Regions from separate parts of the Mus musculus genome. Here regions 1, 3, 4, 5, 6 and 7 are each linked to region 2. A link is a contact called in public HiChIP or PLAC-seq, Micro-C and promoter capture Hi-C data. All regions are on one chromosome and are shown on one strand. The core of a region is the stretch at or near the end of the contact, and the rest is flanking DNA. Distances in the headings are between cores, read along the strand shown.

Region 1 (4,003 bases), core at 1,014-3,513, 330 kb after region 2:
TGTGTCTTTCTGTATTTTACAAGTTTCTGCAATGAGAGTATTGCTTTGTTTTACATTTATTTGCATGTATATACACGGGTGCTTTCAATATTCACGCATGTGGAAATCAGAGGACAGCTCTCAGGGGTTGGTTTTCTCCTTCTACCCTGTAGGTCCCAGGGCTTGAACGCAGGTTATCAGTCTTGGCTGCAAGCACCTTGACCACTAGTCATCTCACCAGCCCATATTATATAAAAGCCAGTCAGCCTGTAAGCCCTATCTGCCCAAGGACCAGGGAACTTCCTGGAATGCTGGGAGTGGTAGTTTTTGGAAATACTGTGGCCTTTAACGCCTTGTAACATGTGATTCATTGCCCTCACTGGGATTCCAGGAGTGGACCTGATTAGAATCCATCCAGAGTGGACAAGCTTCAAATCTGGACTTTAAAACTTGCTTCAAATTTAGCTCAAAATTGTGGAGCTGGTTTTTCGCTCACACATCTCAGGATTCACAATTTCTTAAAAAATTTTAACAGTTTCTCAAATTTTTATTTAAGGATTCTAGAAAATTACAAAGAAAGTAAAATAAAAGCAATACCACTATCTAGAAGAATAAAAATTATAGCTTATTTAGAATTTATTTTTTTAAAGCAAAGCAGCAGATTAGGTTGGCACCTGTATGTCCTCTTCTTCAGCTCTTTCCACTCTGTCTCTAGAGACAAGCACTTTCTAGATCAAACGTATGGCTAGTTCATGTTTTCAAGCTTCTATCGTATTAGTTTCATAGAACTGGGATTTTAAGTTATTTTTAAACTTGTCGACTCTTGCATGACCTTTTCCTGGAGACATGAACAAATGTGTATTTACCCCAGATAGGGTACTGTTAGGTCTCAGGAAGTGTGTATATGTCCAGAAATGAGTGTCTCAACTCAAGCTGGACTATAGATGGTGTGGTGATTTGAATAGGAATGGCCCCCATAGACGTGTATTTGAATGCTTGGCCCATAGGAAGTGGCACTATTAGGAGGTGTGGCCTTGTGGGAGGAAGTGTGTCACTGTGGGGGCGGGCTTTGGGGGGGTCTCCTATGTTCAAGTCACTTTGGCTTCCTGCTGCCTGCAGATCCAGATGTAGACGTCTATCTCCTTCTCCAGCACCACGTCTGCTTGTGTACCACTGTGTTTCCCACCATGAGGATAATGGACTAAACCGCTAAACTGTAAGCCAGCCCCAATTAAATGGTTTCCTTTATAAGAGTTGCCATAGTCGTGGTGACTCTTCACAGCCACAGAAACTCTAACACAGAAGTATTGCTAAAAATGTCTATTGTTGCATGCAGTTTTAAAAGCACTCAACCTCGGGCTGGAGAGGTGACTCAGTGGTTAAGAGCATTGACTCCTCTTCCTGAGGTCCTGAGTTCAATTCTCAGCAACCACATGGTGGCTCACAACCATCTGTAATGGGATCTGATGCCCTTTTCTGGTGTGTCTGAAGACAGCTACAGAATGCTCATATACATAAAATAAATAAAATCTTTAAAAATCTTAAAAACAAAAATACAAAAAACATGCCACCTCCTTTGCCGGGAACATGACCATCTCGCTACCAGTCCTTCCCTGCTCCCTCTTGCCTCTTTCTGGCTTAGCTCCAGGATCAGTGCCATCAGCACTCTTTCCTACCCACCTTTGTTCCTGGAGGGGTCATGTTACCAGTTCACTCCTGAGACCCTTGAATCCTCAGATAAAAGATACACACACACACACACACACACACACACACACACACACACACACACACTGTGTTACCTTTAGAACTTGCCTCTAGGCACAATTGCTGGGCGCAGATACCTCCTGCCCGAAAATTTGTGCCCTTATCAATTTATTATCTCTGTCTCTCCCTCTGCCCTAAACTTAGTGGCTTGCATCAGCTAGACCCCACCCCACACATTCAACACCCATAGCGGAGGCTGCAGGCCCTAGCTGCCCCAAGACCTGACATGACTGCTGCTTTCTTCTTGTTCTAAAGCATGATAGAAAAGTCCCCCTCTCTTTCCCTGCATCACCTTTTCCTCTTGGGACCTGGAAGTCCCACTTGAACCTTCTGTCTAGCAATTGTACACACACACACACACACACACACACACACACACACACCAGCCTTCTTTATTGACAAGTCAAGAACCAATTGGGAAACGAGACCTTAGTGACAGAACCTCCCCTTATTGTCTACAACCAGCATCCTCCAGGAATGTGTGAAATGGGTTCCTGCCTGCCAGAAAGGGACACATGACTCTCCATTGACACATCCCTGTGGTTTGTATATCAAAGCTCATGCTGGCCTGCAGGTTCCCTCAGTCCCTATTCAAAAGCACCCATTCTGTATCTCCTCTACCCTAACTATCCAGTCCCTCCCCACAGCTACTCATCCTCTTTATAACCATCCACCCCCACCTCCCCCACTCCACCCCTGCTTCCCTAGGGCTGGGCATGTCTGCTTCCTTTTCTCTCTGCTCTGGACTCTTCCAGATGCCTTTGGATGTTTTTTTCTCTCTTATCCACAATAAAACAAAACAAAAACAAACAAACAAACAAAAAACCCTACCTTCTCTCTAACCGCAAAGCAGTCATTTTGGTTGGTGGTTTCTTTACTGCACCCTCAAATGCAGGCACCAACTGGCAGATTTAAAAAAAAATTAGTTTGATAGGTGATACAAAGATTGTGGTATCACTCAAAGGCACATCCTAGCAAGGATGACAACTGACAAAAGCTACATCCCTGGTATTCCCTGGCCACCTTGTAGGCAGCTCCACTGAAGGGTGACACCTGCTCTCCTGCAATTGTTTGCCACTTATAACCTTAGAAGGGGGTGTGTACATCTTGTAAGCATCCCAAGCCTTGCCTCATTAACTTCCTAAGTCTTAGCAGCCTTCCTTCATTGGGTAGTGCTTTAATCCCAAGAAACTAGCTAAAGAATGCAAGAAACGTCATTCCGGTAGGGCAGAAGTTGTCCCTAGCAAGCTCTGGAGCTTTGCTGGGTAATCAATAATTGGATGGCCAGGCAAGTGAAGATTGCACCAACCAGGAAGGACCCCCCCCCCCCCAGCAGCCCGAAACAAACTCAAAAACAAAACTTCCCTGTTAGCTTCTGATATGGAAGTCCCTGATCCTCTCTGTAGCCACCTTGTTGGGAAGGAAAACAGAGCCATCTGCCTGGTTGGAATTTTTTTAAGATTGTGTGTGTGTGTGTGTGTGTGTGTGTGTGTGTGTGTGTGTATTGCCTGAGCATGAGCAAGCAAGTCCCTTTGGGGGCCAGAAGAGGGCATCAGATCCCTAGAAACTGGAGTGACAAGCAGTTGCAAGGCACCTGACATGGGCACTGGGAACTGAGTCCACAACATCTAAATGTGCTGCAAGCACTCTTAACCACTGAGTCATCCCTTGAGCCCCTGGAAACTTTTTGGCATGCTGGATCTGATTGGATACTCTTTACTGCCACCAGTTGCCCACAAGAACGTCCCAACCACACCAGGGCAGGCACTATCCTGGCATCTTCTTAGTGCTGGAATGGGTAGAGATGGTTTCTAATTTGTGTTTCAATTTGCCTGACTATCAATAACAAAGGTGTCCATATACATTTTGGCCCCTCAAATTTCTATTTCATTTGCTTTATAGTAATTCAAGAAATGAAACTGCAGATTTAAATACTTGCATATACACTGCAAACTATGTTTGCCTCGTGATCATATATATAAAGTGATTGACACCCCGCGCCATGTCCTGCTGCCTACCCATCTCCCTGCTCAGTGTAGGCTGTGATCTCGGTCTCTGTGATCTCTTACCTAATAGCCTACGGCCACAGGCCTGGTAGTAATCCTCCACACACGATGGATTAATGACAAGGAACAAGTTCTTCCCCAGCTCCACCCCCCGCCCACCCCAGGGTTACAAGGTCCAATTCAAAGAAGTAAAATAGATGCTTAACAATGGCTTCAACTACTTCCCCCAGTCCTTGGCTCACCATCAGAGT
Region 2 (4,001 bases), core at 1,441-3,940:
TAGAGATGCTGTCCTCTTCTACAAAAGGGGGAGACAGAGACAGCTGGCAAGGGCCGTGTACCTCAGATTCTTACAAGCCTCAGCATGTTTTGAAACACCTTAATCCTAGCACTTGGGAAGCAGAAGCAGGGGTTTCTGAGTTCGAGGCCAGCCTGCACTACACAGTAAGTATTAAGTTTAAGGAGAGATGGGGGCTCTTTTCCTTTTCCTCTTCCAAATCAGGCCCTTACAAGCTGGTTGTCAGGTTTTTTCTTTTAAAGATTTATTTATTATATGGAAGTACACTGTAGCTGTCTTCAGACACTCCAGAAGAGGGAGTCGGATCTCATTATTGTGAACCACCATGTGGTTGCCGGAATCTGAACTCAGGACCTCCGGAAGAGCAGTCACTACTCTTATCCACTGAGCCATTTCTCCAGTCCAGCCGTCAGGTTTTATCTTCTGAAAGGGAAACAGGATCTAAAAGCCACCCTAGCACTGCAGCTAACTATAGTGGTAATTACCTAAATTTAAAAGGCGATTTGTTTCTTTGAAATTAGAGTCAGATCCGCCTTACCCATCTGTGCAGTGGGTGGCAGCTTCTTCCAGCTGAGCAATTTGAGCATATTCATAAAGCAGGGGAAACCAAACTGAATAACAGCACGGTGCTCCGGGCTCCTCTCCCTAGGTCTCCAAACTGCTGGCTTTTCTCCTACAGCACCTCTCCCTACCTTCATGAACCTGGGTCATACAGTGGGCAGGGTCTCTCTGGCAATATCACCAGTGCTGTCACCACCACACTTGAGTTTCAGTAACCATGCTGGATTTTATAGAGAAATGGGCTGGGAGCGGCTTCGGCTTCATCCGCTCAGGCAGAGTGGTTGGCTCTGATTCCATAGATTAGGTTCTGAGCATCAGTCCCAAGGATCATAATTACAGAAAGAAGGTTGTTACCCAACACCTTAAACATCTCTGTGTCTGCCAGCCCCAAGCCTGAAGCTCAGGGTGTCACCCGTCAGCTATAAATCTAAGCTCTGGGTATTAAAACCAATGCAAGCTCGAGGAGTGAAGACTGGTCGGGTAAGAGATGTGGACCCAAATGAACAACGCTTTACTTCAACCTTTGCATTGGAGAGAGGAGACCCTGCAGCCTGGGGTGATGATGTGAGCCAGCGGCAGGCCTCTAGCTTCACCACTCAGGGCTTTACCCTATGCCCTGTGCTCTCAGGGGCCAGGACTCCCAGACTGACCTTAACCTAGCAACCTGCCCCCCAAGATCCATTCTCTGCAGAAAGACAGGGGGAGAGGGGTTCAGGAGTGATGGGGTACAGAGAGAACAGAGAGGCACATCTAGCCTCAGGCAGGGCAAAAGTCGGCCATTCTAAGCACACTAGTTCACTTCTGTAAGCCATGGTTTCCAGGGGTGAGCATGCCTACCTGTGTTGGCTGCATAGGATGGCTACGGAACAAAGGAGACCATGCATGCAGAGCCCTCTACCTCAGAGAGCTCAATCCCTGATGCCTACCTGAGTCACAGGCAGGATTATTATTCACTCAGGAAGCAGGCTCCTCATCCGATTGATAACAGCACCTGCCTTAGGGACAGGGGCAGGCGAGGAGCAAGAGGACGAAGAAATGTAACTCAGGCCCAGAGTGTCTGTCCTGGACTCCAGTCTCTAGGCAATGGACTGCTGACTCTCTGAACCACTACAGACAGTCTTGAGGGGGTTGTCCACCGAGCGCTAAGGTGAGCCAGTTGCAGGAGTCGGGATAGAGGGATGCTGTACACTCTCCCCCGCCTGGGTATACTTGGGTGGCACCACCCTGGAAACTGTCTCTGGGTTTCTGTGCGTGGGGACAGGGTGGCTGAAGACCTGGAGGCTATGCTCTCACAGAACCCAGGCTACAGGGATTGCCTGGCCAAACCACCGGGAGACAGACAAAAGCAAAAACTGTGGCCAGAGTCAGATAACCACTGCCTCACCTCTTGGCATAAAGAGCTTTGGATAAATTAAAAGTAGAAAACATCGAGGGACTTGCTAGGGTCCCTAAGGGTGGGTGGTAGAGCCAGAGCGGTAATGGTGTTTAATGAGCACGTATTAAGTCCTTTGCCTGCTATGCCTTATTTAATCCTCACATTCATTTTATGAGGCATATCCTCATTCACAGGAGACCCAAAGGCTTACACTTGCTCCCCTCACACCGCCAACAACCAGGAAAAGGCTGACAATAGAAGCTGTTCCAAGCCCGCATCCACTGCACCACCCAGCCTCCTGCTGCCGGCTCGCAGCCCAGCTTCCCCGGTGCGCGGAGTCCAGAAAGGACTCCACTTCAGTCCACATAGCAATGTCAGATCCGAACTCGGACTTGAGCTACCTGCAGGACGCCCCCTGTACGCCCCTTCCCCCTAGGCTTCCTAGAGGAGCCGAGGCGAGTGACGCCCAGTCGCCCCCGCGGGTGGCCCGCCACCCCTCGCGCGGGTCCCGTCCCCATTACAGCGTGTGGGCAGCGATCCAGCAGCAGGCGGCGCAGATCCACAGGCCGAAGGAGATGCAGACGCGGCGGCGGGCGAAGCAGCGCTCCAGGTAGTCCCAGTTCAAGAGCGGGGGCGCGGCGCTAGCCCCCTCCTCCATGGCACGGCCGAGCCTCCGCCGACCCCGGGGAAAGTTCCCGGACCGCGCGGCTCCCCAGCCTCGCCTATTGTGGGGCTCTGCGGGGTGCAGGCTGCCCCCTAGCGGTAGAGCCGCGCGCGGCCGCTGCACAAAGGAGGGCCCCGCCAGCACCCAGTCCCTTTGCGGGTTCGCCCGGTTCCAAAGCCAGACAATACTCTGGCGCGGACCAGCGCTAGTGGGGGGATGGAGGGAACCCCGAGGAGCGTTGTCCCTGGTTGAAAAGATGCAGCACAAAAGTGTGGGGTGGGGGACGGATGGGGTACACATCGCCTCTGCTTCCTCCTTCCCCTCTGCTGAAGCTGTCAAGGGCACGCCTTGCGCCACCCCGGCCAGAAAGGGGTTAAACTTGAAATGTGCCGCTCCCATCCAACCACGGTGCCGCACAATTCAGGTACATGGATGGTTTTTCGCTAAAGGAAACCATTAGAATATTTTCAAATTGTCTTCGATTTCAGTAAGTTTGCTTAGAGCACAGCTTGACGGTGGCTTCACTGTTTATTTACTTTTGAGGCAGGGTTTTGCCACGTGGTCCAGGCTAACCTGGAGTTCACTGTGTAGCCCTGGTGGGCCGCCAACTCAAAGACTCTTCCCGCTTCAGCCTCCCAGGTACTGGGACTGTGCAACAGCCATCCACCTTGATGTCTACTGCAAAGAAAACGCTGTGGTCTAAATGATCACACGCACTCCAATTCCATATATTTAAACTTAGCCACAAAGCCAGGAGTGGTGGTGCACACTTTTAATCCTGGCACTGGGAGGCAGAGGCAAGAGGATCTCTAGGTTCAAGGCCAGCCTGGTCTACAGAGTGAGTTCTAGGACGGCCAAGGCTACACAGAGAAACCCTGGCTACTCGGGGGTGGAGTGGGGTGGGGTGGGGTGGGGAGGGGTAGGGTGGGTGTGTAAGGGAGAAACATAACCACCAACTTGGTAGTATCACGAGGGGCGAAAGTGTTTGCTGCCAAGCCTGAAGACCTGGGTTCAATCTAATCTTCCATCTAATGGAAGAGAGGAAATAACTGACCACACATATTGTCTGAACTCCACACTTGAATGCACACATACAAACACACACAGGCATGCACACACACAGACACACATAGGCACATATGTGCAGCTGTCAGTGCATGACGGTGTAGCCATATCTACTACATCCCCTCTGCCGTCACGGACTGGAATTCACCCTCTGCTCCCTGGAGCTGGGACTTGGAGCAGAGAACTGAACCTATCTTTAAAATGTTCCTACTTGCCTGGCAGTGGTGGCACATGCCTTTAATCCCAGCACTTGGGAGGCAGAGGCAGGCGGATTTCTGAGTTCGAGGCCAGCCTGGTCTACAGAGTGAGTTCCAGGAC
Region 3 (4,007 bases), core at 216-2,715, 390 kb after region 2:
CCAAATTTCAAATTACCAACCTGGTGTCACCGATGTGGGACTGGGTAAAGAGGCTGGGTAGTCTACCATATGCTCACATAGTATTTCCACTGAGGTTGGCACACGCAGGGATAGCTTAGCAAATCAGACTCCATTTGACTTAAGCAATACACATTGTTTTCCCAGCAAATCACTTAGCAACCTTGGATAAGCTGCATGCATACCCCTCTCCCAAGGCAATCTGGTTCCTCAAAGCGATGGGTCCCTGGCACTGTTAGTCACTTCCACTTTGTGGTCTACAATGTCTGACTGAGAATTAGGCAGAGTGAATGGGAAGAAAACTGTGTTCTTAAAATAAACTTTTAGGTGAAAAATCTTATTTATCACCTAATGTCTATGCATAATTGGATGTGCAAATGATTAAAAACAGACGCATTGTGGGAAAGGACATTTACAGTAAACAAAGGCTTACATAACTCAAGCCTGTCAATCAAACCAGGAAACTACCTGTCCCTTGTCCCTTGTCCCTTGTCCCTTGCCCCTTAGCAACTAACTCTTCCTCCTCTTCGTAGACCAATAAAAGAAATCCCCAAATGGTCACGTAGTGCTGGCGAGTACTCGCTCAGAGCCCACTCTCTCCTGGGGTATGTGGCCTATACATTGCTTCTGCACAAAAATTCTGCTTGCTACTTACTATTCATGGTGCGTGCATGAGTGTTTTCAGTTCTTTCAACAAGACACCAAGAACCTGGAAACATCTGGCCCCAACTGTACCGCCACCACGTGGACATAAATCTAACCTCAAGCAGTAAGCACAAGCTACAGTAAATATCTACACATGGGTAAGTTTCCAATATTACCTTTGCTTCAAAGTTGAACTGAGGGCAAGGTCTGAGGAAGCGGCTCCGTGCAGAACAGTTGCCTAGGATGCAAGCCCCAGCACAACATATGGAAAAGATGTGAAGAGACTTAATTGAAGATTTGTGCAATTTAATTTTTAATGATGTCGTATTTAATAAAGAGACGACAAAATCCCTGGGAAAGACACATTTGTCCCTGACAAGAGAACACCCGGGGCCACACACGGGAAGGCTCTTCTCCACTGGGGGCAGGAGTTGAAAGGCCACAGTAATACAGTGACAGTCACCCACAGTAAATCCACTCTGCGCAGAAAGGTCAGGCTGGCAAGCTATGTCTAAAGGGTACAGATTAAAATCCTATTGCATTCATGGTCCCCAAATAATTTCAATTTTAGTACTTTTGCAGAGTCCACAGTATTAGCCCAGCCCTCCCTCCTGCTTAAACCACAGTCCTCTGGGCTCTACTGAACCCCTCTTTTGTTTCTGTTAACTAAAGGTCAGCACAGAGGTCAGAGGAAATAGCATCTATCCTGGAAACAAAGACTTGCAGTTCCTGTGCATTGAATCAGCAGGACCAAGAATACTGCAGATGCCGGGGGAGGGCTTTTGTTTTGTTTTGTTGTTTAAACTGGGGATTTCCAAAGCAGATGTTTTTGTAAGTCACACATTGGCCGGGCATGGGCAGAAATCCTACATTGTAAACTCCTCTGAGGATGGGTTAACCAGCACATTCCAGCTGTCAGATGTTAAGAGCCAAGGCCACTGACCCAAGGCTCCTAATTCAGCAGTTCGTGTTAGCAGATGTTTGCTGCCTCCTTAGAAAGTCTTAGCCTGGGTACGTTCCTCTCACATCCTCTACAAGGGTCTCATCCTCAGATCAGCAGATCTATGTGTTGGGAGGCCCAGGGCCCTGGGGACTGCTGTTGCTGCTGCTGCTTCTTCTTCTTCTTCTTCTTCTTCTTCTTCTTCTTCTTCTTCTTCTTCTTCTTCTTCTTCTTCTCCTTCTCCTTCTCCTTCTCCTTCTCCTTCTCCTTCTCCTTCTCCTTCTCCTTCTCCTTCTCCTTCTCCTTCTCCTCCTCCTCCTCCTCCTCCTCCTCCTCCTTCTTCTCATTATTATTATTATTATTATTATTATTATTATTATTATTATTATTATTATTATTATATTATTATTTACACTCTCTGGTTAGGAACGTTAATCAGTCCTGAAACTTTAAATACCAGTGACTTCTTTTATCTAAATATTTAGTGTAAATAGTTTTATTTAAGTCAAAGAGCGAGGCAGGAGGAAGAGTGGGAGAGAGGGGGGAAGGGAGGGGGAGGTGGAAAGAGGGGGAAGAGAAGGAATAGTTGCAATACTCAGATTAGCCAGTAGAGGGTATCAGTTCCCCTGGAGCTGGGGTTCCAGGCAGTTGTGATCCGCTGGATGTGAGTGTTGGAACAGAATTCAGGTCCTCTTCAAGAGTGGTACATACTTAGCCTCTGAGCCTTTTCTCTAGCCCCTTAATAAGGAATTTATATTATCTATTAATTAACTACTATAGAAAATAAGATATTTTAATTATTCATTTATTTGTGTTTGTGTATGTGCACATGTGTATGTACATGTATGTGTGTTGTGCATGTGTGAATGTGTGTAGATGTGTGTATGTGCCATTGTATACATGCAGAGAACAGAGGACAACTTGCCAATGTTGGTTCTCTACATCCACCATGTAGGTCCTGGGGATAGCACACAGGTCATCGACCTTGGTGTCAAAGGCCTTTATCCACTAAGCCATTAATTTTTTAAAAATTAACTAAAAAAATCTATAATAGCATTTTATTGATATGATTATGTTAATATCTTTCACTCATAGCGAACATCTTTTATTTTTATTTCACTAGAGTTAATGATTTTGGTTTGCTTAGCTTTCTCTTACCATCTGGCTAGGTCAACCCATATCCTTAAAGTCTGTCACCGAAGGTTTTGCAGGGTTGAACTCATCACTAAACTTTGCCAGTTCTGTTCTCCTCCAGGACTGCCATGCCCAGCCTCCTCCCCCTCCCTCTCCAGCCTTCAGTTCCTTTTGACTGCCTGGGCACCCCCTTCAGTCCTCGGTGGTCTCCTGCCTCCTGGGCGCCCCCTTTAGTCCGAGATGGTCTCCCACCTCCTGGCCCTCATACATTCTTTGGTTTCCTTCCTCATGGGAGCAGTTTTCCTCCAGAAGTTTCCCTGAGATAGCTAGCTAATGGGAAGCCAATATCCTGGCATTTTTGTCTCTGAAGATGTCTCTAGTCTCTGTTCACATTCCATGCTCTAATAGATATTCAATATCCTCTCTCTGATAGTCTTGTATTTCACATTGATTTCACGCATGTCATCGTTCACTGGACAAGACACGTATGGCCTCCAGTCTTGGAACCTTCTTGTTATTATTTCTTTGGTAATCACTTTCCAACTTTCTCGTGTTTCTTTCTCTACAATTCCCATTGGGCAGAATTTGGGACATCTCTTTTTGCCTGGTTTTCTACCTGTGAGTGCCTTTTGGGAGCCAGGAGGGTTTCCTTAAATATATCACCCGATCATGCTTGCCTTCTGCCCATGGGATTTCCCAGCTTAGCTTTTGTTTCTAATTCCTGGGAACCTTTCATGGGTATGCCTATTCTTTATAATTAGATCGCCTTCTAATCTTCTTGAGGAAGCGGTTCATTTGACATTTTCTTTTCCGTCGTGCATTTCACTTGAGTGAGTTCTCCTCTGACTGTTTGGATCCCTGTCTTCTGTGTGGAAGGCTTTCCTTGGGCATCTGATGAACCATGGCTATCCCGCTATGGCCAAATGCTAACAGGAAACCTGGCTGCACAGATGGCAGGAGACTTGTGGACCTCTTTGTAGGATGCTCGGTGGGGTCCACTGGTATTTTCACTTAGACCTTCAAATGGCAATCACTACAGGTTTTCCTGGGCAGTTCAGTATCTACAGAAAGTACAAGGGTGCTTCAAAATACCTGTCAGGATAAGAGCCTGGCAGCAGTCCTCAAGTCGGGCAGCATGGGCGGGACAGCCCTGGTCTTCAGCGTTCATACTGTGCTAGCTCCTTGCTTAGTCTGGCTTCCCCATCCTACCCGGCTCTCCAACCTTCCAGGCTCATCTTCTTCAGAGAAGAAAGTCCCAGTCCCCAGCATG
Region 4 (4,007 bases), core at 504-3,003, 410 kb after region 2:
GTCTTTATGGTCTTGAAGAGGACGTGACACAGTGTGGGAAGAGTTGAATGATGGATGGCAAAGCCATAGGCAGCCAAACTCAGACTGATCCCAACACTCTCCCCTTTAGAACAAGCTTCATTCACGACCCTGAGCCTAGCATTTCTGAGGGGCTAGGTACAGGCTGGGGTCCAGAGATAGCGCTCAGCAGATGCCTGCAGGTTAGGGTGAAAAGCAGCTGTAAGTGGGACTATGGCATTTAGGAGGGGACGCCACCTCAATTTAGACATTTCTCCAGCAGATTTGGAAAAGCCAACCTAGGCTCTTGAGGTGTAACAGCTGGAGGGAAGGAAACATCTGGAAACCTCCCTGTGACTGACATGCTTAGAGAGCTGGCCATTCTGCTTTCTAGCATTTGAAGCATCAAGATCTTGGGTGTTACAGCATCTGGGGTATGGGGTCCCCAAACCTGTGCTCAAAGACAAGGCTCAGCAGCAGTGCCTGGGACGGGCAGGGTGAGCCTGGGTCCTCAGGTAAATTGCCTCACACTGTTCACAGGATAGGACATAGGTAAAGGGTCAGTTGTGGTCAAAAGCAAACCAGACCCCAGCATGCATGACCTGCACCAGGTCCATTCTTGGTTCTGACACATGAGCCCAGTAAGGAGACAGACAAGCGCTCTTTGTGGTCTCACATGTCAGAAAGGCAGCCGACAGTTTGATCTTGGTAAGGGAAAGCAAGCTCGTGGGACACCAACCAATGGAGCACACAGGCCCATTGTTAGAGTCTGGTCAGGAATGGGCTAAGATGAGCAGGAGCTTTGATCTGGCACCTGCCTGCTGATAAAAGCTTGGCAAAGATAAGCTCTGAGAGCAAGCTGAGATGCTGTGGCCCTCCAGGCCACACAACCTGCCATGATGGGTCGCCAACGTGTCAACACGATACCACTCGACCCTACTGTCAGGTGGTTAATTTCAGGGTCAGGTTACAAGCCAGCTACCTCTTCCAAAGGTGGGAACATGACATTTAGCAGGGAGGAAGAGAGTTCTATGGAGACTCCATCCTGCCCACTGCTTCCTCCCTTCTCTTGCAGAAGACCCCAGAGAGATCAGGGTCTGGTGGGAGGGACAGGGTCCTCAGGTGATTCTACCCCATGTAGGCTCCCCAGATGACAGGAACCTGGGAAGAAAGAAAGGACTATGAAGAAGGTAGGGGTGAGTCTGTGCAGCCTTTTGTGTCGGGTGGCAGCAGAGAGCAGGCCGAGGTAAGGCTGCTGAGCCACTACCCTGAGTAATCTACCCACCATGGAGAAGTCTCTGGTCCTCCAGCAAGGAGTTTACAGTTAGGGGGTCAGGTGTATATGGGGTATACCCTTGCTTGGAAGCATCCAGACCTTCCCTCTCTTATCAAAAGTGACCATAAGAAGGCCTGGAAGATGAAGAGAGAACATTTCCAGGTGGAAACTAAAACCCGGGTGGCTCCCTGGGAACACACTGCCCAGCACCCAGCAGGGCACCATGCAGAAATGGCACCAGGCAGAGACGGACAGCACCAAGCAGGGACAGCACCAGGCAGAAACATTCTATAACAAAGAGCTAGGAAGAGCCAGATTGGGGCATCAGCACATTTTGATATATCATGGACAAAAAGGGGCGGGGAAACTAGAAATGCAAGCAGACACAGCCTGAAAGGAAACTGAACCTCCCTGAGCACAGAATGGCCTTCTGTGTGCCCTGGTCAAAGTGCTCCTCCCTCTATCCGGACTGAAGGCAGCACACAGAGGACTTTGGATCCGCTGGTTTCCCCGGCCTCCACGGCAGCTTTACAGGCACGAAGAGAGAACGGAACAGGGTTGGGGCAAGCCGAGTTCTTGCGTGGGAGTCGGTGGCACCACACTCCCTGTGTGCCATGAAGGCAGGGTTGGGGTGGACTGCACAGCCCTCTCCTATGCTCCCGGGACACCGAGGTCTTTGGTCCATTAGAGGAGGCTTCTGATCTTTGCAGTTACCTTTCTCTGACTTCCTCAGATTCCACAGGCTAATGTTCCAAGGAATGGCACCTGAATTCCAATTCTTCTGCAATTTCTGAATTTGGTCAACACACCTGAGGCCAAGGGACCTGGGGACCAGGATATCTATAGCCACTGCTGTCATGTCACTGGCTCTGGGGGCAGACCTAAGAACCACTCTGAATCAGCTCAGTATGCAGCCTCACAGGGGCCTGGGCTGGCTATGTATGTCCCAGGGTCTCTGGATGAATCCAGGCATGTGGTCCTGAGCCCTGATCTTCCAGAAGTTTCTCGGGCAAGCTGCCCATGCTCACAGCCATCCGCTCTGCTCTGTGTGGTCTCGCTCCACTCCCCATGATCACCTGGGTGCCATAACAGCAGGGGTTAGGTTTTTCCTTCTCATTGGACATAGTCTTCAACTGGAAACCAGCCTCGCACAGATGGTCCACTGTAAATAATGAGTGCTTCCAAAAGTCAGTGAGGCCTGTTGGAAAAAGTGCAAATGAAGCCCCTTCAAGCCCTTTCTTCCTGATGGTACATCCCTGGAAGGGGTAGGATGGACGCACACCTGCCCTTATTTGGAGGCCCTCGTAGGAAATGTGGGTTACAAACACCAGCTGTTTGTAGGCCAGTAACTGAGTCAGCAAACTCCATATCCCTAATATGGAAGACAGCATGAGGCAAGGTTGAGCCTTCAGCTTCCCAGGCTAAAAAGGCCCATGAGTACGGGTGGACCAGTCCTCAGGGGCAGAACCAGGCTACCTGAGAGGAGGAAGGGACTCCACGGGAATAGAGACCCAGCAGACCTTGTAAGAGGCACAAATTACAGTGCTTTCCTTGAGGCTCTCCTCATCTGAAATGGCGAGTCCTGACCCTCCTGCCTCCCCTCGCAAAACCAGCCTCCGCTCAGCCTCACTGGCCAGCATGTTCTGCAGACGTATGGTCTGTGTCCCTGGCTCAGCCTAGGAGGATAAGAAAAGTTCCTAGGGCAGGGGGCTATTTGTAATAGGACTAGAGGGCAGAGGGATCAGGACCACTACCCATCCACACAGCAGGGACAGAGCAGACCACACTCAGATTAGGGATTGGTGCGCTTTTGCCTTCAGCTTGGGAGGGAGGGTCATACAGGGCACTGGGGAGCTGTTGCTGTAAGAGCCAAGCTTTCAAGAGACTTTCTTCTGCCACCACCTGCAAAGAGGACCTTTCACTTTCCCTCCATGTCCCTGAACTCTGAGGTCATCAGCTGACTATGTCCTAATAGCAAAGTAGGCACACCAGGCAGGCCACGCAACAGAAACTCAGCCAGCTGCGACTGCGGTGTTAAATGTCGGATGGTGGCATGGAGCTGCCTGTGCCGGCTGTGAGGAAGAACACCCTCAACGCTGCCCTGGCTTCTGCTAGTGTCTTCAGCCATCACCGACTTCCACCTTCAAGGGGTGATCTCTGTGTGCACAGGTATCTCTGCTCACCCAGAGTACGGGGCTGTCCTATTCCACAACAAATCCCCCTTCACCAACAGTTACATCCTGACGTCTCCATTCCCAAGAAAGGTGACATTCAACAGTGCTGGGAGCTACCGCCTCAGCAGCTGGAGTTTAGGCAAACATCAGGGCTCATCCTCATCTCACCGAATCTTCTCCATCTACAGGCTCAAAATGTGGGGAGGGGCACCTGGAACCCCCCAGGTTCTTGACTTTGCTGCTGCCACGGGCTGAGAAAATGTCATGGTGGGTGGGGAGCTTGGCCTGGAGAGTGGAAAGGTGGCTATTGCTAGAGACAAGACAGTGACAAAAGGGACACTGGCCAGCAATGTGAACCCTGAGGGCCCAAAGGGACAGACAGAGCCTGGGTCGGGGAAGTCCTGACGGAGTGTGTCTTGTTGACATGGGCACTGCCATTTCACTGTCCGACAGTGTCAAAGCCTTCCCTTGGAGACAGAGTGCAAATGAGGGACCGGCGTGTGCAAAGATGAGCAACTAAAGCTCCTCCCTCCTCCTGGATGCTTATAGTCTGCATGTAA
Region 5 (4,008 bases), core at 554-3,053, 280 kb before region 2:
GGCTGATCCTCAGACCTGACCTCATTTCCTCTAAGTCAGCAAAATTAATCAAAGGGCTGAAGGCCACAGGAAGTGTAGATTGGCACCTTGCACAGGCCCTCCCTGACACCCCACCCCACCTCCAGGCCTACTTGAGACCCAGGCAGTAGAGCAAACACTGAGGCTCTGCCTCTGCATTGGCTAATCCAGAACCGCGCTGACTACACAGTCTTGACACCTAAAGCATAGATTTACTGTTGCTAGTGTGGCCCTGAAAGGAAACCAAAGCAACAAACTATCAAGGAGGAGGCTTGGCAGCGGATATGATCAAGATGATCATGATATATTGGTCACATGCATGAAATTGACAAAGAATAAATAAAAATTTCTATTTTTAAAAAAGCGTTTCAGGGCATCCTTTCCTTGGACTCCCCTCTCACTCTTGGTTCTTTCTTACTTTTCCTTAATAAATCTACGTTGGCTCTGCTTTTAAAATACGTACACATTTTAAAATATTTTAACATAATAAACACGAGCCTATTTTAAGATGAAGAAGAAAGCTATTTTCTAAGACGTAGGTTAACAGTATAAAACACTAGGCACAGGTAGGTCCCAGGGCTCCCATCCCCACCCCATAAGCTGTGAGGCTTGACCCCACCCACAGACAACAATTCCAGAGCCCTGCAGCAGCACTCCTTGTCTGTAGTGCGTTGCCAAGGACCGGGGGCTTGGCTCTTTGCTGTGTTGGTTTTATGGGAAAGCTGGCACTGTGACATAAGAAGGTGGGACTAGATACTACCACTTTCCAGCTCGGCCATGCCTCCAGCCCCTTGGTGATGCTGCGGTATGTCTCTGCCTACTGCTCCCTCCCACTGCCTGCTCCTATTCTACCCACCCTCCCAGAACAGTAGGAGTCTCCAGCAAGCCTTCCTGGACTGTCCCTCCTTCACCTGGCAGGTCACTGGTGTTCTTTGCTAAGCACGGGGTCCTTCTGCTCTGTGTTCTAGTAGATTGTATCCCGACTGAGACCCCAGGGGTCAGGCCCCTGCTGCAGTATTTTGGCTCTGCATCCCAGCACCTGGGCCAGGGCTGGCCAAACAGATGGCACCAAGCTGAAGGAACGGAATGCCTGTGGCTCTCCATGACCGCTCCTCTTCTCTTAATGGAGAAGCACTATGGCTCTGTTGGAATAGCCAGCTCTGCGTTCAAATCCAGACACTGTACTTACTAGCTGTGTGGGCTCCAAGGATTCCCCTTTGCCATCTATCAAAGCCTTAATTTCCTTACCCTGATTAGAACCTGAGCCCTTAAGGTTAAAATTAGTCCCCAATTAGACGGTGCATTTAAAGTACTGCATGGTGCTTGACAAATAGCAAACATTCAATTTAGTTCTAGGATGAATGTGAACATTATCATCTAAGTCTGACACTCTGGGAATGAAGAGACAGCAGCACTAATTATGTCAGACAATAGGCACCAACCAGGGTGGATCATGGCCTGTGACCACTCTGCCTGCCACCGTTCACACCTGGCTCCCCTGAAAGCCAGGCCAGGCCACCCTCCACCTTAAGTTCTTCCTGGCCTTTCTCAGCCAAGGCTAGCTGATCCACTCAAGGGCTTCCCCTTGCAGGTAAGGGGACTCAGTTACTTGTTCCCAGAGCAACAAGTCCCTTTCCAGTGTCCCAGCCAGGACCCTAAGCCAGATGTCCCCAAATCCCCACAGACCCAGGAGTAAGGCAGGTGGCCTACCGTGAGGGGCTGGGCAGGTGGGGCCAGAAGCCCTGGTTTTTCCTCGGAAACAGAGGAGAATTTCATGTGCTCTGTGCTCAGTTAAATCCAGCCCCAGCGCTGACCAAAGTCCTGAGAAGGGTTCCTCCCCTCATGGGGATCGACTGTTCCCGGAATGTCACCAAGGTCACTTGGGCAAGGCCTATAAAGATTACAAAATGACCTGAATGGTTCCCATAGACAGATGCCTAATCCAACTGAGACTGTAGGTTTGGCAGATCTGGGACCCCAAGTATCCACTAGCCCATTAAAAGTATCTCCAGAATAAAAACAAAAAGTGTCTCCTGGCTACACTGAGATGAGAGTCATTTCCTTGTGAACATAAGTGTGGGCTAAGAGGCCACCCAGCTACCTGCTCAGCACTCAATCCTGCCACTAAGACGAAACTTAGAACTTACCAGTCTCTTGTGTTTGCTGATTTGTTTGTTTAATGAACTTTCTCTTTTTGGCATATATATTGTGTATATGTGTACATGAGTGTGTGTGTGTGTGTGTGTGTGTGTGTGTGTGTGTGTGTGAACAGAGCATGTGTGATCATGAGTTGGGGATGTGTATGTTTGTGAAGTGAGCATGTGAGAATATGAATGAAATGGTGAAGTGGGGTATGTGTGTGTGCGTGTGTGTGTTGAACATGTGATAGTAAATGGAGTTGTGTGTGCATGCATACATACACTCATATATGTTCTATATAATAAAAATGAGAGTAACTTTGTGTGGTTGGTATGGTTGAGTAAGGAATGTTTTGTGTGTACATGTGTGTATGATTATATATGAGTGTTCAGATGATATGAGGTATATGGCATGAAGGGATGACCGAGAGAAGCAGTGTAACTCTCCAGTGCCGGGAGTCTGTCATCCAAGTGATCTGAGGCTGTTTAACCATCGTTCACCTTTAGAAAGATTGCTAGGACATATGACTTCTTTTGCACATGATCAGATGACACCCCACCCTGCAAAGGTCTGACTGACTAATAGGAGGCATTTTCTTTCAGTACAAATAAAAGAAAGAGGGAGACAACCAGGAATCTAGTGTACCCAGATCCGCCCCATGTGGTGCCTGGCCTGTCAATGGCAGGATGGTGGCCTCAAGGAACAGCAGGGCATGGGACCTGCATTTCCTGGGAGACTCACACCCATGTTTGAGAACAGCTCTATACCCTGTGGGTGCAGGGCCTTGGCTCCTCAAGGAACACACCATGTCCTATTTGTCAAGATGTCAGGGCAAACAAGAGGAATCTGGCTGCCAGACCATGGTTTGAATTCTGGCGTTTGATCTCTACAAATCGTTGTGTTCTCTCCCATAGGCGGCATCGGGGGAGTGTGTGTGTGTGTGTGTGTGTGTGTGTGTCTGTCTGTCTGTCTGTCTGTCTGTCTCCGACCATCCATCCATGTGTGTTCAAGTGTCCAGAGTGCAGACATGTGCACATATGTGTATGCACTGTGGAGGGATGTTTGCATAAAGAGATTCAAAGATTCCTGTAGGAAATAAGCATCCAGCTTCAAGCCCTCTCCCCATTCTCTGGAATTCCAGAAGCCTGTCTCAGTAGACTCTGGGGGATTATGGGAGGAAGGCCAGATCACAAAGTGACTCTGGGAAATTCATTTTGAGTTCACATTTTCATTTGTCAGTCCTGCCAAACCTATTCTTAAAGTCCCCACCAGCCACATTTTCCCCCAAAGGCCTGTTCTCCACCCAAATTCAACTGTGAGGAGCCATCCATCCAGGTTGCTCATAATCTAGGCGACAAGGGTGAGGTGCACAGGCAGGAGACCCACACACCAAGACGTCCACAGAGAACACACTCGCCCTTTGTATACCGTTTATTGTTGATCCTGTACACCAAATCTGTTACAAGCCGCATCTAGCAAAGGACAGATTCCCCTAAACCTGCCCAGCAGGGCTCACATTCTACAGAACCCTGGGAGCCTAGAAATCTCTAAATGCACTGCCAAGCAACTGGGACTACTTGCGGAGACTGTCTAGTAAGTCAAGCATGATTGTTCTAGAAGGCAGAGCAAAGACAGTGGGAGGCAAGAACAATCTCTCCTTAGGAGAAGGGCCCTGACTCGGTGGGGCTCCACATGGAAGTTACCTGCTGCACACTCTCTCAGACAACACTAATGGCTTCCCTCCTGCAATCATCAACAGCCAGATTCTCTTCCACAGCCAGATCTGGCTCTGACTTCGGAGTCTGGGGACAGATCTTTAAGTAGTTTATAGCTAAGTCTAGGACACATGCA
Region 6 (4,029 bases), core at 602-3,101, 310 kb before region 2:
TGCAAAGTCTCAACAAGACATGGCAACACAAACAAAAAGGGAAGGAGCAGGGTCCAAGCATCCATCCATCCATCCATATGGAAGAACAATAGTGAAGACAACCTGGTTCACCGTCCAGTGCCTGCATCCAAGCTCCAGCTGTGCTGCTAATTGTCCCATGACCTTGAGCTAGCCCCTCTCCTGCTCTTCTCTCAGTTACCAGCATACCTCCCCCACACACACACTCTCACAGAGCTCCGTCCACCCGAGCTATTCTTTTAGAGCTCTGGTTTCCACCTAGGCTTTGGCCAGACATATGGCCAAGCCAGCAGGAGGGGGGGGGGAACGGACGGGGACGGACACTTGTCCCAACTGGTGGCTGCCCAAATTTTCCTGTCTATCCTCTAGCCCCACCTGAGAGCCCCATTCAGGGCCCCATTAGAGGGAGCAGGACTCGTTCTGACACAGCATATCTATACTTCCCCCATCAAGTCCCCCAGCCCTCCCCCTTATGTCTGATGAGTGATTCCCCTCTGAACCCGTAGGCCTGTTTTCTGCCCACAGCCCAGGCCCAGTCTCTGACACCCTGGGCTCTGTGATGATATTGCTCATTTGGATTCTAGGAGGGACGGCTGCTCTTCAAATTAAACTAGTTCCCTCTGGACCCCTGCCACCACTGCCTCGCTGCTAGGAAGTGTCCACTGGCCCTAGGGAGAGCTTTGAACAATTCTGTAGAAACGTGGAACCTGCCAGGAATCAGCTATGTGGCTCGAGGGGGTCCCTTCTAACCTCTTTGGCCTCAGTTTCCCCTGGACTGGAGTGGCTCCTGCCAACTGCCTGGGAATAAGGACCTGAATCTAGGTAGGTAGCAGAGGCTTCAAAGAAGGAAACCAAGCCCTGGAAATGAGAGCTGGGGTCAGGAAAGAAGCACACAGTCTCTCCAATTGCCCTTCCTCTTCTGTCCCCTCAGAAGTAGGCTCTGAAGAAGCTGGCAGGGCAAGGCAGCCATCAGACCAGGGATGGGCAAGCTTCTTTTACTCACATGGCTTGTCTCCAGATGAGGCCTCGCACCAGGGAAGGCAGAATATCAAACAGATGGGAAAGTGGGTGGGATGAAATATGAAGTGGATTATTTATGATAAAGGTCACTGCCTGTGGGGAAAGCCCCCCTGGGCGGGGGTGATGTATCCAGCTAGCTAAGAAGCTAAACAAGGGACTCTCCTTTCCAGAATAAAGCCTCATCCTTAAAAATAGAACACCCCCCCCCACACACACACACACACAGAGCCATTAAAACTCAGAAGCAACTCTCTGCTCCCTACCCCCATAGACGTCGAAAGTCCCTTACAAACGGCCCTGCTTTATGTGTCACAAAGTCAGAGGCAAACCCTGTGTATGAAAACGTTTATTATGAAGACCCACAGAGCTCAACTAAGGGCAGAAAGAAGAGAGAAAGAAACCATGAGAGAGAATGACAGGAGCTGGATTCTGGAGCTGATCAGCAGGTCCCTTGGCTTGGGGAACTTGCCGGGATCCTCGGAAAGAGACAAGGAACCCAGTGAGGTGACGTTGGGACAGGCAGAGAGTGTCAGGGAGCAGCCGCAGGGGTGAACCCGAGTCCCGAAGGAGGCAGAGAACAAAGTGGAGTAAAGGAACCTGTGCCGAGTGGTTGCAGGCGTTCCCCCAACACCAGCACATCTAACGTCAGGCGCGACTAGGCAGCCGCCAGCATTAATTAGGTACAGATGCAGGCACAGGGCAAGCCTCGGCCAGGAGCCGCTCCCGGAGGCGCGCCCCCCAGGCGCAGCCGCCACCTCCGCAGCCCGGACCAGCAGCCGCCCGGAGCGCGGAGTTTTCCCCGTGGCGCCACAGCGCCCCCTCATGGTAGTCTCAGGCAGAGCGGCTTCAGAGAACGGCAGACTCTCAGCCTGGAAGCCAGTACCTTCAGTACATCTCATACTCATTCGGAGTGTTTAAAAATCCTGATGCCTCCACGTTGGCATCCCGTGTTTATTAAATTTGAATATGAGAGCTTGACTTAGGCACCAGGGCTTCAAAAACTCTCTGCAGGAATTTCCAGTCCTTAGTCAAGTTCAGAATCAGCTGTCCTAAAGCGGTAGTTTTGAACTTGATGGGTATTGAAACAACCTCGGAGACAGCGTAAGGACAGATTGCTGGTCGATACCCCAGAGTTTCTGATCCCATGGATCTGTGGTTGGGTCTTGTGAGTCAGCTTTTCATTTCCCAGGGTATAAACAGGACTGGCAGGGATTGAGCACTGACTGGGAGATCGCTAGAAATTCAGGCTTAAAGGCCACCTTCCACCGGCTTAATCACAATCTGTTTGGCACACACGAACGAATCCTCTGATATCAAGGCTGAGAAGTGTTATTTTAAGCACTCTTTGGTCAGATTTCACACAGCAGATTTCTCACCCTCCCCAAGAGTGCTGAATCAGAGGGCAGGATAGGATGTCCCACATCCAATTATCTTGCATCCCGGATGGGAGAAACTGAGACCCAGAGGATGAAAGGATGCCCCAGAACCTGGGTTCCGGGGTGACCTATCATCCCCTGTGGGCTTTGATCTGTCTCCTCCACAAGTCAGGCAGCCAACTGTCAAGAGATACTACTGCCTGGTCTCTGCTCTGTGTCATAGGAGGGGCCGAAGAAGCAAGCAGAGAAAGAGGAAAATGGCAGCAGAGGTTGGGAGGACCTGTCAGCTTCTGACCCTCAGTGCTGAGACTCTCGGCAATCACCTGCTCGTAATTATCTGTCTGAATTCTCAGGAGCGGATTAGAAGCCTATATTATGAACTGACGAAAAGTCTGTAGCACTGTCCCCAACGTGGGTCTAGAAGCAGCACATGGTGGTCTCCATCTTCTTTGTTGATGTCGTCCAGTTATTTGGCAAAGCACTGAGTGGCCGGTGAGGTTGTTCAGGCCTAGGGACAATACTGACTGCAAATAGAAATTTGAGGAGTGCATGATGAGAACTTTTGGTGGCCATTATTTGTTTATGTTTCTATTTTAATTGTTTTACTTATACACTTTTCATCCTGCTCACTGCCTCCTTCCCGGGCACTTCCTCCCATAATCCCCTTCCCTTTCTCCTCTGAGTTGGTAGGGTGCCCTAGGTATCCACCAACCTGGCACATCAAGTCTCTGTGAAGCTAGGTGCATCCTCTCCCACCCAGAAAAGACAGGGTGGTCATTATTCTTGTGGGTATACAGAGACATGTAATAGTCCTGTTTTGACCATAGTTTAGAGTCCATGTAAGAAGCTAAATAAACACATAAATACATGAGAAATAACATCACATGTCTGGAGAGTTCAGTGTTCACAAAGGAACAGGTATGGTTGAGGGGAAGGCGTTTATTGTAGATGTGAGGGAGAGAACAGCAAGAGGCATCTGGGAGAGTCCAGAGCAGGGAGAGAATATGGTGCACTGAACATAGCCAGCAGACAATGGCCATGGGAGGAGTGGGGGATGGGGAAGAGAAGAGAGGCAGGCAAAGGAGACTGAGAGAGAGAAGACCAAGAGTGGAGCAGGCAAAGAGAGCACCAAGAAAGCATGGTCAAAATGGTGGAGGCTGTACAGGAATGGGAAGCTAGGGAACGGGGTGGAGAGCTTTAGGGTAGGGGACGGGGTGAGAAGAACAGAGAGGAGCCCCAGGTACTGAGGGAGACTTGCACTCATCTCTACATGCTTTGTTCTCTTGGTTGCTCTCTGTCTCTGCTTCTCCCTCTTCCTCCCCCCACCCCCTCCCGCACCCTCACTCCTCTCATGGCCCAGATCTGTGGTTAAAGTATTCCTCATGGTCTGTGCCCACTTAACTATTTTGGATGACCATATTTAACATTCTCTATTCATTTCCATTTTCTCCAAAAAAAGCTCTGAGCAAATAATTATTTTTTTAAGAATTTATTTTATGTGTGAGTGTGCATGGTGTGTGTGTGTGTGTGTGTGTGTGTGTGTGTGTGTGTGTGTACTTTCCCCACACTGTGTAGGTGCATCACATGCATGCTAGGTACTTGCAGAAGGCATCAG
Region 7 (3,678 bases), core at 395-2,894, 510 kb before region 2:
TGTCCGTCAATTGAATGACCCACTAGCTGGATGAAATACCTTTGCAATGATAAACTGCTTCATTCCGGGCCTCAAAGCATCCCTCGTGTAGGAAAGAATAAATCTTCGTTTTCAGATGAAAATGAGCTACAGGCTCCCTCCTACCGGCTCCCTCATGCTCAGTGTGTCAAGTTTCAGTCCACAAAAGCCCTCCTTAGGCTTTAATGTGTCCACAGTTTTCCTGGAGAGCTTGGTAAGTAAGAGGCAGATTCCTACTTACCTAGAGTTAGGCCCAAGAGCTACACTTCTAGCAAATTCTCAGGGACCACCCATTTGCTGCTGAGGCAAGAACCTCCCTTCAGTTTAACTACCTAACAGGTGTCTGAGGAAAAAGAAAATGCTGGATTAGTTGGGGTATGTGGTTGCAGCTGGACCCTTTGGGACTGTAGCAAAGACAGGTGGACAGTAGTATGCTGATTTTACTGAAGGGGGAAACATGATCAGAAAGACTAAAATGACCTTTCCATGGCATCCATCCTTCTGACCTCAGTCCAGACGCATCCTGATTGTACTGCGATGCATGCTGGGAGATTCAGAGGGGAAGGCTCCAGGTCTTATCCTCAGAAAGATGCGGAGTGCAAAGCATGGGCAACCAGGGTCTACAAACACAAACCTGAATAGGAGAGGAGCCAGGAGTCCAGAGGTGAGCGAGCGTATGGCAGCCACCTCTCACAGAAAACTCGGCCGTGTCTTTCTTTTCTACCTATGGCCCAATTAGACTGGAGATGGGGGTCGTCTTTGATCAGCCTAGTCCCTTTAAAAGAAAGCAGGGAAAACGGTGGCTTTAGGATTTTTCTTTAAAGCCCTGAACCTCTTCAGTGGAAAGTGCTGCCCTTCCGACCTGTTGATGTAATTGCCGTAATTGAAGATTCCAGACCCCATGTGGGTGGACAGGGCCCCATTCATCCATCAGGTCAGCGAAGTGTAAACCTGCTGAGTCCTTCAGATGCCCTGGCCGCAGCCTCCCCCTCCTGCGCCCTCCTGTGCCCTCCTGCCCCCTCCTGCCCCCTCCTGCCCCCACGGACTAGGCTCCCCACAATGCCAGAGCAGCCGGGCCCAGGCTGGTTCCTCTCTAGATGTGGGAACAGTGCCTAATTAAGGGGTTTGTTCTCATCTCCATGGGGCCATCTTAACGCCTCCTGACAGTAATGAGAGACACACACACACACACACACACACACACGTGTGGAGCTGGGGGGGGCGGGGAGGGGGGGGAGAGGGAAGGATGGCTTCCCTGCCACCTTAGCACCCTGTTAAACAGCAAGCCTAACACACACACACACACACACACACACACACACACACACACACTGCAGTTCTGCAGTAATCACCATCAAACCTTTATAGCTACAAGGAGTCCTCTCCAGTTCTGAAAGAGGAAGGAGCCAGGGAGAAGAAATAACTTACCCAGAGGGCGCATAGCAAGTCACTGTCACTGGGTCCCAGGTGTTCTGCTGCACCTCACAGCACTGACTTCCTCATGGAGGGAGGGGCTCTGCACTGCAGTCCCAGGAGAGCCCATTAGAGGGTGGGGGAGGAGCAGACAGGCTCATTCTCTAGAGCCACCTTGTCAGAGGGCCATGCCCGTGTCAAAGCAGAATGGCCCTCCGTGGGCTGGTTCTGCAAAGGCACGTGACAAAACCAACCTCAGAATGGGCCACTCCCTGCAGCCGCGGGCCTCGCCTCATCCTCCTGCATCTTCTTTGCATTCCTGTCTAGCTTCCTACTCCTTCCCCTTTTCTCACAACCCCTTATTCTGACAGCCCACCCGCACCTAAACAAGTAGGGTTCTTTGCTTTGTTTTGTTTTTTTAGCTCTCGGCTTCTCCACTACGGTGTGCCCTCCAGCCAGCAGCACACACAATTTGCTCTCAGTTAACAGACATCCAGTATGATAAAAGTCTAGCTGATGCTCTCTCCAACCAATTCAAAGTCACATTAGTCCATTTTTCTGAACACAGTTCTTACAGAGAAGGCCGAGGGAAGACCTGTGTTCCAGGTAGGACAGACATGCTGAAATTAACATGGGCTAAATTTCAGATCGCCTGGCCTGCTAAAGACAGTGAGTCAGGTACAATGCCACTCTCCTGTGGTCCCAGCCATCCAGAAGGCCCTTCACAACTCTGTAGAGAGGACACTTGAGCTCCCTAGTGCATACCAGAGGAAGACTGGAATGAATTTCTCCCAGCTTTCTCCCCTTGAGAGTGGATTGTATTTACCCCACCACCACCACCCCCCTCCACCCCCCACCCTGCTGACTAAGGGGCTCTGGGAAGCAGTCACTGCCCTTGGTTCCTCTGGTGTCACCAGAATGGAGTGGTTCCTTATTGTCTGTTCCCTAGTGGATTCCTGGAATAAGTCACCTGCTCAGGGACTTGTCCCTCACTGGCCCTTCACTTCCACCACCAATCAGAATGGTCTCTTGCTGGTTGCTATTCACCAGGGTTTCTAGAAGCAGCCCTCTAATTCTATGTGTGCAGTTGTTTGAATAGGGAGACTCACAACTGCTGGGCAGAAGATCAGAGGCCTAAGACTCCTATGATACATGGGGGACACTGCACTCCCCGACTCAGCCGTTATTTGGAAGTTTGCTTTGTGATAGGTGAAGCCCACTCTCAGTCACTGTAATGAAGAACAGTAGCTATGGGATTCCTCGATTCCACAAGGCCAGGCAAGGCATGCGCCTCTGATGCTAAAGTGCAAATACGGCCAAAATGAAAAAGAGCAGCATCCCAGAACAGAACCAGTGACAGTTTAACAGCCAGAGCAGAACTCTCTGTACGTGGCCGGTTTCTGCAACAGCTTGTAATGGGCTGAGTACTGTGCCATCCACTGTGCGGGTACAGGACTGTGACTGTTCAGTGAGAGAGCCAGGATTTAGCATGTGTGAGGCCTTGGGTTTGCCCCCCCAACACAGAAAGGAAAGACCTGTGGCTTTCTGTTGACCCAATCAGATATTAAAAGTCTTAATTTGTTATTTCAACTGTGTTTAAAGAAATAATGGCGCCGGGCAGTGATGGCGCACGCCTTTAATCCCAGCACTTTGGAGGCAGAGGCAGGAGGATTTCTGAGTTCGAGGCCAGCCTGGTCTAGAGCGTGAGTGCCAGGACAGCCAGGGCTACACAGACAAACCCTGTCTCGAAAAAACAAAAAAGAAAAAAAAAAGAACGAAAGAAAGAAAGAAAGAAAGAAAGAAAGAAAGAAGGAAAGAGAGAAAGAAAAGAAATAATGGCAAATAATTTAGAATTGAGCATCTGTGTTCTATCATACTAAGAGAATACAAACCAATTTACCATTTAGGGGAAAATCCACAATATCTACATTGAGAGTCTTCGTGACATTCTTCATTTCCACTGACAATTGCATTTCTGCAAAGTCATCTCTTTGTTCTTTTCTCCAATTAATTAGTTTATTTGTTTTGTTTTGATACATCCTGATTGCAGTTTCACCTCCCTCCAGTCCTCTGAGCCCCACTTTCCCTCCCCTCTCCACTCCTCCTATCTGTTTCCCTTCAGAAAACGGCAAGCCTCCCAGGGATATCCTCGGAACACAGCATAACAAGATACAACTAGACACAAACCCTTAAATCAAGGCTGGGTGAAGCAATTCAGTAGAAGGGGAAGGGTCCCAAGAACAGACG

The links. Promoter capture Hi-C pulls out the DNA fragments that hold promoters and counts their contacts. A called contact is a pair of places that touch in the nucleus more often than the background predicts. HiChIP or PLAC-seq counts read pairs in DNA pulled down with a chosen protein or histone mark. Capture Hi-C pulls out chosen DNA fragments and counts their contacts.
Region 1: a contact with region 2 is called in a promoter capture Hi-C map of trophoblast stem cells, with 3 times the contacts expected there. The contact joins the enhancer-like site here to the promoter of Tmem44 in region 2. A contact is called at or near these places in 5 of 39 promoter capture datasets (embryonic stem cells, liver, pre-B cells and 2 more), 1 of 484 Hi-C or Micro-C datasets (embryonic stem cells), 3 of 115 datasets of contacts at active chromatin or transcription factors (embryonic stem cells and stem cell-derived neural progenitor cells) and 2 of 9 other capture datasets (embryonic stem cells and pancreatic islet).
Region 3: a Micro-C map of embryonic stem cells shows a contact between it and region 2, with 2.4 times the contacts expected there. The contact joins the enhancer-like site here to the promoter of Tmem44 in region 2. A contact is called at or near these places in 7 of 39 promoter capture datasets (embryonic stem cells, liver, pre-B cells and 1 more), 5 of 484 Hi-C or Micro-C datasets (bone marrow-derived macrophages and embryonic stem cells), 9 of 115 datasets of contacts at active chromatin or transcription factors (embryonic stem cells, extraembryonic endoderm stem cells, pancreatic cancer cells and 1 more) and 1 of 9 other capture datasets (embryonic stem cells).
Region 4: a promoter capture Hi-C map of liver shows a contact between it and region 2, with 2.2 times the contacts expected there. The contact joins the enhancer-like site here to the promoter of Tmem44 in region 2. A contact is called at or near these places in 10 of 39 promoter capture datasets (3T3-L1-derived adipocytes, the C10 cell line, the HPC-7 cell line and 6 more), 2 of 484 Hi-C or Micro-C datasets (bone marrow-derived macrophages and embryonic stem cells), 10 of 115 datasets of contacts at active chromatin or transcription factors (the 230-238 cell line, embryonic forebrain, embryonic stem cells and 2 more) and 2 of 9 other capture datasets (adipose tissue and embryonic stem cells).
Region 5: a promoter capture Hi-C map of liver shows a contact between it and region 2. The contact joins the promoter of Cpn2 here to the promoter of Tmem44 in region 2. A contact is called at or near these places in 13 of 39 promoter capture datasets (the 3T3-L1 cell line, 3T3-L1-derived adipocytes, the C10 cell line and 7 more), 5 of 15 datasets of contacts at CTCF or cohesin (the NIH/3T3 cell line, embryonic stem cells, large pre-B cells and 2 more), 33 of 484 Hi-C or Micro-C datasets (B cells, the C2C12 cell line, CD4 T cells and 20 more), 9 of 115 datasets of contacts at active chromatin or transcription factors (embryonic stem cells, extraembryonic endoderm stem cells, fetal liver and 3 more) and 2 of 9 other capture datasets (adipose tissue and liver).
Region 6: a FOXA1 HiChIP or PLAC-seq map of pancreatic cancer cells shows a contact between it and region 2. The contact joins the enhancer-like site here to the promoter of Tmem44 in region 2. A contact is called at or near these places in 7 of 39 promoter capture datasets (the 3T3-L1 cell line, 3T3-L1-derived adipocytes, embryonic stem cells and 3 more), 1 of 15 datasets of contacts at CTCF or cohesin (the NIH/3T3 cell line), 1 of 484 Hi-C or Micro-C datasets (the STO cell line) and 2 of 115 datasets of contacts at active chromatin or transcription factors (pancreatic cancer cells and stem cell-derived neural progenitor cells).
Region 7: a FOXA1 HiChIP or PLAC-seq map of pancreatic cancer cells shows a contact between it and region 2. The contact joins the promoter of 9030404E10Rik here to the promoter of Tmem44 in region 2. A contact is called at or near these places in 1 of 115 datasets of contacts at active chromatin or transcription factors (pancreatic cancer cells) and 1 of 9 other capture datasets (pancreatic islet).

Annotation. Positions count from the first base shown.
Region 1 is chr16:30,876,773-30,880,775 of GRCm38.p6, forward strand. No RefSeq gene overlaps it. Among named protein-coding and RNA genes, the nearest start is that of Gm25375, 10 kb to the right of the region's middle. Within about 2 kb of position 2,264, at least 4 of the 459 cell types and tissues checked have an H3K27ac peak or open chromatin away from gene starts, as enhancers often do. A contact at or near this core is called in trophoblast stem cells, where this site is marked.
Region 2 is chr16:30,547,888-30,551,888 of GRCm38.p6, forward strand. Tmem44 (transmembrane protein 44) reads right to left here and starts at 2,691. Exons shown (of 11, transcript NM_001384248.1): 1 at 2,476-2,691. The coding sequence starts at 2,612.
Region 3 is chr16:30,938,661-30,942,667 of GRCm38.p6, forward strand. All of the region lies in intron 1 of Gm46565 (a long non-coding RNA gene), which reads right to left. Among named protein-coding and RNA genes, the nearest start is that of Gm46565, 12 kb to the right of the region's middle. Within about 2 kb of position 1,466, at least 30 of the 459 cell types and tissues checked have an H3K27ac peak or open chromatin away from gene starts, as enhancers often do. A contact at or near this core is called in embryonic stem cells, where this site is marked.
Region 4 is chr16:30,958,143-30,962,149 of GRCm38.p6, forward strand. All of the region lies in intron 3 of Xxylt1 (xyloside xylosyltransferase 1), which reads right to left. Among named protein-coding and RNA genes, the nearest start is that of Gm46565, 7.4 kb to the left of the region's middle. Within about 2 kb of position 1,754, at least 16 of the 459 cell types and tissues checked have an H3K27ac peak or open chromatin away from gene starts, as enhancers often do. A contact at or near this core is called in liver, where this site is marked.
Region 5 is chr16:30,265,729-30,269,736 of GRCm38.p6, forward strand. It overlaps Cpn2 (carboxypeptidase N, polypeptide 2), which reads right to left and starts at 1,804. Exons shown (of 2, transcript NM_027904.3): 1 at 1,729-1,804. Lrrc15 (leucine rich repeat containing 15) reads right to left here. Exons shown (of 2, transcript NM_028973.2): 2 at 3,574-4,008.
Region 6 is chr16:30,234,685-30,238,713 of GRCm38.p6, forward strand. No RefSeq gene overlaps it. Among named protein-coding and RNA genes, the nearest start is that of Gm33330, 17 kb to the right of the region's middle. Within about 2 kb of position 1,852, at least 118 of the 459 cell types and tissues checked have an H3K27ac peak or open chromatin away from gene starts, as enhancers often do. A contact at or near this core is called in the STO cell line, liver and pancreatic cancer cells, where this site is marked.
Region 7 is chr16:30,037,835-30,041,512 of GRCm38.p6, forward strand. It overlaps 9030404E10Rik (RIKEN cDNA 9030404E10 gene), which reads right to left and starts at 1,645. Exons shown (of 4, transcript NR_045878.1): 1 at 1,447-1,645; 2 at 653-793.